Regions from separate parts of the Mus musculus genome. Here all the other regions are linked to region 1. The links are chromatin contacts, called in public Hi-C maps. All regions are on one chromosome and are shown on one strand. The core of a region is the stretch at or near the end of the contact, and the rest is flanking DNA. Distances in the headings are between cores, read along the strand shown. Region 1 has its middle 9.6 kb from the start of C730014E05Rik. Region 2 has its middle 48 kb from the start of Gm30814. Region 3 overlaps St6gal1 (beta galactoside alpha 2,6 sialyltransferase 1).

The links. Hi-C and Micro-C count contacts between places; a contact is called where the count stands out from the background.
Region 2: a Hi-C map of bone marrow-derived macrophages shows a contact between it and region 1, with 41 read pairs. The contact joins two enhancer-like sites. A contact is called at or near these places in 1 of 15 datasets of contacts at CTCF or cohesin (large pre-B cells), 7 of 484 Hi-C or Micro-C datasets (the 3T3-L1 cell line, 3T3-L1-derived adipocytes, CD4 T cells and 3 more) and 8 of 115 datasets of contacts at active chromatin or transcription factors (cardiomyocytes, embryonic fibroblasts, embryonic stem cells and 3 more).
Region 3: a Hi-C map of CD8 T cells shows a contact between it and region 1, with 2.8 times the contacts expected there. The contact joins two enhancer-like sites. A contact is called at or near these places in 3 of 484 Hi-C or Micro-C datasets (CD8 T cells, bone marrow-derived macrophages and trophoblast stem cells), 5 of 115 datasets of contacts at active chromatin or transcription factors (astrocytes, cardiomyocytes and embryonic stem cells) and 1 of 9 other capture datasets (embryonic stem cells).

The regions. Positions count from the first base shown.
Region 1 is chr16:23,163,887-23,167,382 of GRCm38.p6, forward strand. No RefSeq gene overlaps it. Among named protein-coding and RNA genes, the nearest start is that of C730014E05Rik, 9.6 kb to the right of the region's middle. Within about 2 kb of position 1,780, at least 33 of the 459 cell types and tissues checked have an H3K27ac peak or open chromatin away from gene starts, as enhancers often do. A contact at or near this core is called in CD8 T cells, bone marrow-derived macrophages and regulatory T cells, where this site is marked.
Region 2 is chr16:23,373,284-23,376,779 of GRCm38.p6, forward strand. No RefSeq gene overlaps it. Among named protein-coding and RNA genes, the nearest start is that of Gm30814, 48 kb to the left of the region's middle. Within about 2 kb of position 1,773, at least 54 of the 459 cell types and tissues checked have an H3K27ac peak or open chromatin away from gene starts, as enhancers often do. A contact at or near this core is called in bone marrow-derived macrophages and regulatory T cells, where this site is marked.
Region 3 is chr16:23,349,429-23,352,924 of GRCm38.p6, forward strand. All of the region lies in intron 5 of St6gal1 (beta galactoside alpha 2,6 sialyltransferase 1), which reads left to right. Among named protein-coding and RNA genes, the nearest start is that of Gm30814, 24 kb to the left of the region's middle. Within about 2 kb of position 1,548, at least 36 of the 459 cell types and tissues checked have an H3K27ac peak or open chromatin away from gene starts, as enhancers often do. A contact at or near this core is called in CD8 T cells and bone marrow-derived macrophages, where this site is marked.

The DNA.
Region 1 (3,496 bases), core at 530-3,029:
TTCATTGTAAAAATCCTGGAAAGATTAGGCATAAAAGGGCAAAGCTCAACACAATAAAGAGAATTTACAGCATGTCCACAGCCAATATCATCCTAAATGGAGAGAAACTGAAGCATTTGGGGGCAGGTGACCTGGTAAACAGCATGCCTCCACGATCTCTGCTTCAGTTCCTTCCCAGACTGCCCTCCCCTAGCAACTCTGATCAAGACGGGCTGGCGAGCTGAAATAAGCCCTTTCCTCCCCTACTTGCTTTTGGATCATGGTCTTTATCACAGCAACAAGAAACCAAACTCTGTCCCTCCATCCCTTCGTCCTACCCCCCCCACCCCCCATCCCCCCTCTCTCTCCTGAATATTGGGACGATTTCTCAGGTTCTTAGTGGATTAGATGATGTTTTGTTTCTTTACAGGGAGGTCTCCTTGTGTCTCCCAGGTTGGCCTTCATCTGCCATGGTGGCTTGGGATTTTGTGTTGGAACTAGCACATTTGGGTATTGTGAAGCAAGACCCTGGCTTCTCTTAAAATCCTCAAGTAAATGTGCATATTTGTGTGAGCAGAGTTAACTGGCTTAGGCTCAGATTACACACAGTGTCTCATCCTCCATGGGTGTGGATCCTTTGTGAATTCCTGCTTTGAGACCGGGTAGTTACTACCTTCTGTGTTCTGTGTTTCCTGCGTGGCATTTACTCTGGGACTTGGTAGCTGAGTCTGCGACCTTGGATCTATTCTGCATTTGTGCAGCCTGGAACTAAGTCTAGGAATTATGTAGGGACCTCTACAGAGTGAAAAGAACCCGTTTCCAGCAAGCTTCCTGGTCACTTCCTGGCATTCTTCAGCTCCCAGGACCCTCCCTTTCCTGATTCTTCTGAGGTCTGGTGCTGTTTTGTGTAACTATGGTTGGTTTGGAGTAAAGTTCTTAGAGAGACGACAAAGAAGCCTTAGGTTGTCTTGAACGGTTTGAAAGCCATCACCCTCCCTCTGACTCTCTCTGGTCCCAGGGCAAGCTTTCTTTGGGAGCGGTGGAAGAGTGCCTGCAGCATCAGGAGCTTGCAGGCAGGAAAGAGTGGCAAGAAAGGCAGCCGTTTCTATTGGCATTCCTGGTGCAGAGGCTACTTTTCCGGGCCTGTTGGTTCGCAAAGGTGATTTCTGGAGCTTGCTTGATGGTCTGGAATACGCTGCTTCCGAGTCTGATCTGCCTTTGGCCTAAGTCGAGAAGCTGGAAAAGACAAACACACCCAGAACGCTCAGCTGGGCTATTTCTTCAGCTTCCGGCTTCAGTCCTGGCTGCCTACCTGTTCACTTTTCAGGCGCTTTCGGTGTTTGCTGTGAAAGGTTTATTTCTCTACAATGGTTGGGCAGACACGCATGAAGCTCTACCGGTAGCTGAGACATTGCTGGCATCGGATAGCTGATGGGCCATTGGGATCCGTTTTCTTCGAAGGCGTTGCCCCTGAGAGACTAACCATGCTTCAGCAGACGATCCAACACGCAAGCACATGTTGCGTGACGCACTAAGGACGCACTAAGAGGTCGCAATGGGTTTTATTTAGTACAGCATAGGAAGTTGGGAGACAAAAATGATGGCGGGTATAGGGGAGGAGTTAGACGGAATGGACTAGGGGGTTGATTTGATTGAAACAAAGTATATGCACTTATGAAATCCTTAAAGGAAAACAGATGACTGTGGTTCAGTTCGTGGTCAGGGTCATGGCTGTGATGTGTGAGCACCTGCAGGAACTGCTAGATGCTGTCATATTTCCTTCAACCTCCTGGGGGCAGCCTCCTAGAACTGCTTTTCCGGTACCCTTAAGATGCCCCATGATTTCCTTCTCCTAAAAGCCTTTGAACGGCCTCAAGTGGGGACTTGAAGTACGCCCCGCGCTGGTTTCAACGTGCACTTCCAGCTCCTGTTGAGATTTAGTTGCCATTGTGAAAAGTAGTTAAGAGGCAAAGCCATTAACTGGTGCCTGTTCTAATGAAAGGATTAACACGTCCACCCTGGGAGGCCAGTCTGCCTTTTTCTCTTTTGCCTCGCTGCCATGTGATCGCTTCAGCAAGGAGGGCTTGGCCACACACTGCTGTCATTTTTTTTTTTTTTAACTTTATTTATTTAATGTATGAGTGCTCTGTTGCATATACATCCGCCTGCCTGAAGAGGGCATCATATTCCCCTATAGATGGTTGTGAGCCACCATGTGGTTGCTGGGAATTGAACTCATGACCTCTGGAAGAGCAGCCAGTGCTCTTAACTGCTGAGCCATCTCTCCAGCTCTGTTGTCTTAATCTTAGATTTCCCCACTCTCCAGAAATTTGAGCTAATAAAAAATGTTTTGAAGCAGTTTGCTCGAGAACCTACATTGGCCTCCACCTGGAGGTCTCCTAAGTCTCCCAAGAATGGGAGTTACAGTTGTGTGCCATTATGAATTACGATTTTCTATGCCTTTTAAATTACCCAGGGTAGAATTCTGCTATAGCCTCTCCAGACAGACTGGGTCAGCCAGATTCTTCCATGAGTGTGGATCAGAACACACTATGCAGACTTAAAGCTCATAGGTGGCCATCTTCTACTATGCAGTATAGGAAAAAGAAGCTTAGCTACAGAGAAATAAATGAGGGGAGGAGAGATGGGGGAGAGGGAGGATAGGGGAGGAGGAGGGAGGGGGAGGGAAGAGAGGGAGGGAAGGGAGAGGAAGGATAGGGGAGTTCCCCTTGATTTCTGAAAGCTCCCCACGTTTCTCCTCAAGAGTCCTTTGACACACAGTTCCTAGATTTTTACAGTTACTCTTTTGAGCTTAGACTAAGTTTCTTATTTGCATCCAATGACATAGGGCCAGGAACTGTTCTGTGCCTGTGCCCAGGGATCAGTCTGAGGTCTTCTGAGGTCTAGTCATGCAAAAATATTTGTTAATGGATCAACAAAGGCACTATTATTAGGCTGTCACAGGATAAAATAAAAAACTGCCATTTCCCATTTATTTATTAGCCTTCAATTACCATCTTAGAAACCTCTGTGAAACTTTCCATTTCATCACTGGCTTACAGAAGCCATGTATTCATTTAGCAAATATTTATTCGGCATCTCATATGTACAAGACATATGACAATGAAAAAATATCAATAATATTATTGAAGTACCTAAAAGGTATTATTTTATTTAATCCTCATGGCACTTTATAAAACATCACTGACCAAGTTGATCTATCTGAAAGCTGGGTGTAAGAGAAGCTAACGTGTTCAAAGCCACAGCTCTTAGACAGCTTAACAAGGAGCAGACCCAGAGCCCATGTAGACAAGAGGAAGAATCCCAATGACCGTTTTCCTGCTGGCTCTGAGACATTTGGGGCACAGGTTGTTCACAGGACCTTTTGCTTGAATGTTCACGGTCTTGTGGAAAAATTCTTGCCTTGGGAAGTGAGTCACTGAGTTTGTCTTATGACAGAGAGTCTGGCTGTTAACAGGAAACATGAGGAAATGTCTTAGCCATCGTTCAACTGGAC
Region 2 (3,496 bases), core at 523-3,022, 210 kb after region 1:
CTAACAGGAAGGGAGCTTCCAGGTCAGTGGCAGCCTGATTTCTCCATTTTTTGTGATCCAACTATATGATAGTCTTACCGTCAAGTTCTGGTGAGTAATAAAGAGCAACATTGATGGCTTATATTGTATTGGGGATTTCTGCTCCACTTGACCAACAAGTCAACGGGAAGTATCCTCCACATCTGGTACTTCGTGGGATGATGAAAGGCACCCTGTTTTCCAGGTGAGCTAAGGCTTGAAACCCCAGAAACCCTGAAGGAATGGTAGGCACTTCACCTGTTCCTGGGCACCAGGCCCCTGTCACTTGCCGCAGCCCCCCATAGATTTGTGGCCATCAGTCATGTACAGGCAATGCCCCAAGCCCTTCCACAGGTAGAGGACATGACCTGTGGCAACGTAGGCTCAAGACAGATCTCCATTTTAACGAGGTACCTAAAGGCCTGGAGGCTTAGCCAATAAACTCCCCTTCCCAGACACTCCTCCCTGCAAAAGGTGTTTAACCTCAGGCCCACTCAAGACGTGGGGTATGGTTTTCTCATCCATTTTCCGCTATGACAATAAATGTCTTAAAACCATGGACTACCTCTTTTCATTGGACAGGTTCATGTGGAAAGGTTGGACACCTATGCAAATAAGAATTGGATGCATGATAAAGACATAAAGTGCCATCAAAGAAACGCTTTCAGATGAAATTCCAGCCTTCATCTGATCCTAAGGAAAACACAGGAGTGTAAATTGAACCTTAACTTGTCTAGAAACAAGGAAAACAAGCTTATGGAGTCCACCAACTAGTAATTGGCAATAAGAACCCTTGGATTTGTGGAGATGAAAAATCCCTAGCTGCTTTGGGTAGGGCATCCACGTAGTAGAACAAGCCTACAATGTTCTGTGTTTGTCAGGGCTGTCTAGAGGAACAGCACCAATGCATCTCATTAGGCTGGATTACACAGTATGCACTAGATAGAGGCTCAGTCCACAATTCCGATGACTCAGCAGTACCAGACTGGCACTGAAGGCCTGGAGGATCCTTGGGGAGATGCTGCTCTTCGGTCAATAGGAAAGCCAAAGATGCTAGCTGTGAATGGCAGGCAGAGGAGAATGGTGGTAACTAAGAGTAGTAGGATGGACTCACTCCCGAGCTGCCAATGACAACCAGAAAGTGAAGGTAGATCAGTGGGCAGTGCTGCTTTTCTTTCTGATCTCCTTATACCTGGACAACCACTGGACACTATTGCCCACTCTGGGTGAGGGGCTTATCCTTCAGTTGATCCTGGAGTAACCTTCACAGATCCACCCAGAAGTCTTCTAGTTGACTTCAGGTCCAATCAAACTGACAACCAAGATCACAATTTCCTATACCCAAGATCGATCCTGTTAATATCTTATATAGGCTTAGATGTTTTTTTCAAAACCTACTTTATTTAGGGTTCTTAAACGCTTCAACCTTCCTTCTAGCCCACCAACCAGATGAAGGGGAGAAAGAAAGTTAACAGGAAAAGGGTGTTGTAGACCGGTTTAAAAGTAGTTCTGAGGGGGGTGATTCCACTCTTCATTGTCGGCATGTCAGCAGTCCAGCTCAATAGCAAACACCAAACATGAAACAGTAGTGGCAGCAGCTCGACCCAACAGAAACAGCAAGGCTCAGCTGAATCAGCAGGAGTCAGCCTAAGAGGCCAGGATCAGAGAAAACAGCACAAGAAGCTCTTTGGTGCATTTCTCTCCATGAAGTGACGACCAGTGCAGAAGTAAAACATTGCACAAGAGCAGAGCAAGGACCTCTTCTCACTGACTGTGGGGTTCTATTTATATTCTTTCTAAACACCACACACCCTCTCAAAGTGTCTGTTTTCAGTAAAATATCACATGCCCTCTCACAAGACTGCTTCCAGAAAAAAACATCACGTGGCACAACTGAGTTGTTAAAGAAACCACGAATTTCCACTTCAACCTCAAGTCAGAGCATGCAGAGCTGTGCTGTGCGTGCACAGAACCGAGAAAGAACACTGAGAGGGTCTGGAGACATACCAACAGTTTTCCACTAGAGTTCACATGGTTATCTTATATTGCGCACACAGGCTGGCTTCTCTCCATCCTCAAAATCATTCTGTCTTTTCAGATCATCCTAAAACTCTGGTTGGAAGATTCAGGCACTTACAAGAATTGTATTAATGGTGTAAGCCATAGCCTCCACCATTACAGTTGATCTCAGTAATCATTCTTTTCTCCTCTGTTATTTTCCTTTGATTCCTTCTTGCCTTTAGCCACTACTCCTAATGGTTCAGATGGTTTCTGGGTCCTGGGACTTGGACCTTAGAGCTGGAAGGTCTGAGCCTATGCTTGCCATATTTATCCAAACCATAGCTGCTGTAGTGACCCATTCAAGCTTGATGCTAGCAGTGGAAAGAAGTTTCATGAAAAGAGCTGCCTAGCACTAAGCACATCTCTCTCTCTCCCCATTTCCGTTATGTAGCACAGCTCTAACGGTGAGCCAGTGCTCACAATGATGCTGAGAGCCAACTGCCCTCTTAGTAGAGAAGGACAGTATCTTTTAGTGTACAGGTAGTAACCAATGAGCAGCCAGAGCGTGAAGTTTAATGGGGTTCTTAATGCATCTTCTGATGGGGTTATACGTCTTAGGAAATAAAGGTTTTAGACCCACAAGGCAAGAGTTTGAAGGTTTGAGTTTTTGAGTTTGTGAGTTTGTAAAGTATACATTCCACCAGTGTGAAATGACACTAATTGGTCTTATCACTCACTTTTTTTTTTTTTTCTGAAAAATCTTGTTCTTTGACCATTTGACACTTGTCTACAACATTTTCTGACTATTCTTCTCCTGGTTTCTTATCTTCCCTATGGACAGCCTCCCTTCTTACAAACTAGGAAGTAGCAAGTTTCCTTAAATAGTTCGGGGGAGGGGGAGATAGATGAAATTAATAAAAAGTAAGAAACACGTTAAGTTGAGCAGACTGATTTTGACCCAGGTGGATTAGATGGAGCTGTGCATGATTCGGTGCCTCCTTGGTTTCAATTCACGCAGAGGACAGCATCCAGAACCTCATTAGAATCACAGTTCTTCGTCATGTTGACAGAAGAGGGCACCAGTAATCCAAGAATAGTCACTCATCCTAACTCCGCCAAGAACTGGTTAGCATAGGAGGTCTGCAAGACACTTTCAGGAAGAGAAGCCGACGACTCAGTGCATTCTAAGCGGAGAAAATCCTCAACCGCTGAAAGGAAACAACAGAAATAAATAAAGCCAGCAAAGGAAGCAAGGCTTGCATCCAGTAACTTCAAACAAATATTTGGAAATGTGGGAAACTATTTTTAATTAGAAATTAAATGATAAATGATCTGGGGAGAATAAGATGAAATTAAGAATGCTGCTTGAAGTCAGGATGAAAATGAAAAGAAAAAAATCTCCTAAAATTAAAAACTAAACCAAAAGAATAGACCAAAGGAACGCTCTCTTTGGCTGTTAAGTCTCTTTTCCGTAATT
Region 3 (3,496 bases), core at 298-2,797, 190 kb after region 1:
CTGGTCAGTTACCCCAAATGACTAACCAGACACTGTTCAGGCAAGGATTCTCCCAAAGTGGTTTTTCCTCCTTGCTATATGAAAGCCAAGTGTAGCTGCCCCGGGGCCCTGTTAATGCGCTCCTTATGCCGCACACTAATAAATGGACTCACCTGAAGTGAGGTTCACTCTACCGTGAAATATAAAGACCCAGGAACTCCCTGCTTCAGTCTCTTGGCTCTAGAGGTCTCACTCTGGACACACTGGGCTGTGACTGTTTGCCTGACCAGAACCTATGAGAAAACGTGTTGTCTAGAGCAGAGCCGAGTCCTGAATGCAGGAAACAGCTAATGGTTTGATTCCCATATGAAGAATTGAAGGCGTTGTTCAGGGGCACCAAACGTTGAGAAAACGGACTTTCCTCGTGTTGTCTTGTTTGCACAGGGACTGACTAGTGGTTTTCTTCTGTTCCCTTTAAACTCATAGGCTCTTTTTTAGTGAAAAGTGGTCCCAGAAACCATTGTCTGACACTGCTGTGCTCACTCCTGACAGAGAAGCATTGATTCTCCATCTTTTGAGCAGGTAGAGCTAAGGAATATATACATACTTACATTCACCTCAAACAGTATATACACATATATACATGTTCATACACATATATACATGTGACAATATATATATAGACTTATTTATAAACATATTTATAGGTATTTGTATGTATATGTTTACATGTACTAAATATTTATATGTATATGTTTATATGTATATATAGTATACATATATTTATACATGTTTATATACATACACAGAGGTATGGATATACGTATGCATACACATGCATGCCTCTATCTCACAGCTTCAAGCACTTAGATCTCTTCTTTGATGTTCAGATGTATCTTCACGTCTATTACTATATCTCACAAAGCATACTCATGCGTGTACACATATGCTCACATAGGATACTTTATTCGGTTCAAACTGCAATAGTAGAATACCACATAATAAAATCCACGGAAGTTTATTTTCTCAAAATCATGGAGACCAGCCCAGGTGATGGTGGCATTGCAGTTGGTTTCTGGTGACAGCCAGCTTCTCACTATGATCTCATTTGGCCTTTCTTCTGGTACACAGAAGAACACTCCAGTGTCTCTTTCTCTGGTGAGAACATCACACTTAGTGAATCAGGGTTCCACCCTATGGCCTCATTTAACCCTCAGTGCTTCTGTAAAGGCCCTGGCTCTAAATACAGACTCACTGTGAATCAGGTTTGCATCATTTCAATATGACAGGGCATGGCCCTACACAAGGGAAAGTATTCAAAGTGTTCTAGGAAGAAAGTGTCCCAACTAGTCAGTGTTAAAAGTCTGGATGGTGGAGTTGTGTGCAATCACAGATGAGTAGTAACTCTGTGTGTGTGTGTGTGTGTGTGTGTTTTCTGTGTATTAGTATTTGCCACTTAACAGTTGGGAGGGCTGCTTTGAGCAGCAACACGTTTCTGCCTGGAATAGCCTTTTTGTGGCAGATGTTCATCAAAGCTCCGTTGCTGTGGGGATGGCTGAGTCTCCTCATCATGGTCTCACCCCTCCCCCACCACAATCCTTTGAACTAGGTCATGCTGCCTTGTCAAATATGTACAGGAGCCTGGTGAAAAGCATTTGCACTTCCATTCATTGGTTGGCACCTTAGGCAAAGCCTGATAGCATGTGGTGTGTGTGTGTGTGTATACTAGACATTTAGACCTAGAGATGGGGAATCAAGTCTATCAAGACCACAGAGGGGTAGCTATGGAAGGGGCAGGCAGGAACTCAGCCTGGCCCTCCCCCCTTCACACATATCCTCATGGGTCTCAGAGATTCTTTCTTTGAACGTCACCTGATGGGAATGGATGTGGAAAGGTTCAGAACTGTGCCATTTGAGGGATGTGGGAGGGGGCACAGTGCTGATTGGTAGCTTGTCCCGTTTCTTTCTGGGAGATTCCAGCCCTGGCTACTTTCTGCTCTCCTACCCAAATCTACCGTTTCTCTCATCTCTCCTGTCTCTTGGAATGCTTTCTCATGCATTTCCTGCAGCTCAGGTGAACGAGTGGTTGCCGTGTGGGTCAGAGGATGCGCTTTCTATAAATTCCTGGCTGTTGTAAGACTGTCATGTGTTCCTGCTGGAGCAGGATGGTCGTCTGGTGGGAGGCTGCCCTTCAGCTTACATCTGTCTCTGCCTCAGACTCAGTCTCTCTGCACTCTGCCTTCTCTCTGGACTTCTCTCTATTCACTGACAAAATGATGCTCCCATCCTTCCTGGAATTACCTGATGTGACACCTTAACCTCAGGCAACAGTCTGTGTTCTCATGGCACTGGACCTTGCTGGTGCCAGTGACAGTAGTGTTTTGACTAGCCATCTAGCCTCTCGAGCTAGATGGAAGACTCATGGTCTGACTCACAGGCTAGTAAGCTGTGTGACTTGGGGAAGGAAGTTCCTTGGCATCTCTGAGCTTATTACAACTTTTCAGAAATGGGCATAGTAATGCCTCCTAGGAACATTGTGAATATTTTTTTGAGATAATGTTTAAAACACTCAGGTTATAGTAAGCATCATTCAATGGCACATTGTTGTTGTTTATTATAAAGGGCAACCTTTGTTTCTCTCGAGGGGTTTCTGAGAACAGTCAAGGCACAGATGGCTGAAAAAGTCTGCAGAAGCCAAAGGAGGCTGCTACTAGCCTGAGGGGGGGGGCAGTGTTAAGGGGTGTGTGTTTGATATCTTAAACTGGTCCTCTCAGTCACTTTTCAAGTTTGTTTTTGCCATATACACCATGCACTTTTGACAAGGGCAACATCATGTCTCGGCTATTCTTTGAGATGAGTGTTTTGATGATTGATCTCATTGTGTGTATGTATGTGTATATGTGTGTGTGTGTATACATATGTCTGTGTGTGTGTTAAAGGGACATAGCTGTCCTCACTCTTAAACCTTTGGGGCTGCTTTTCTTTCCTGTTCACTCATGTCTCAGATTTGATTCTTAAAACAGCTCCTATTTTTTGTTTGCTATTTTTGAGATTACAATCTAATTACAACATTTTCCCTTCCCTCCCTCTAAACCTCCCCATGTACTCCATTAAATCCATGACCTTTTTTCTCTAATGGTTATTGCAGTCTCTCTCACACACACACACACACACACACACACACACACACACACACACACACACACACACACTTATTCCTCAGTGCACTGTTGAGTGTATATGCTGCTACTTGTGTGTATGTTTTCTGGGCTGACCGTTCAGCACTGGACAACCAATCGGTGTGCTCTCTCCTGGGGAGGAACACCCCTCCTGCTCCAGCTTCTCTGGGCTGCCTGGAGTTCTTTCTGTAGGGTCGAAGCCCCTGGGCCTTTCCTGCCCAGGCTGGCATGTTTGCTATGTCTGTGTTCAGCTCAGGTTTGGGCAGTCATGTTGATGAGACTTCATGTGTATAGCTCCTGACATAACTAGGAGACACTCTCACGGCAAACTCCCTGAT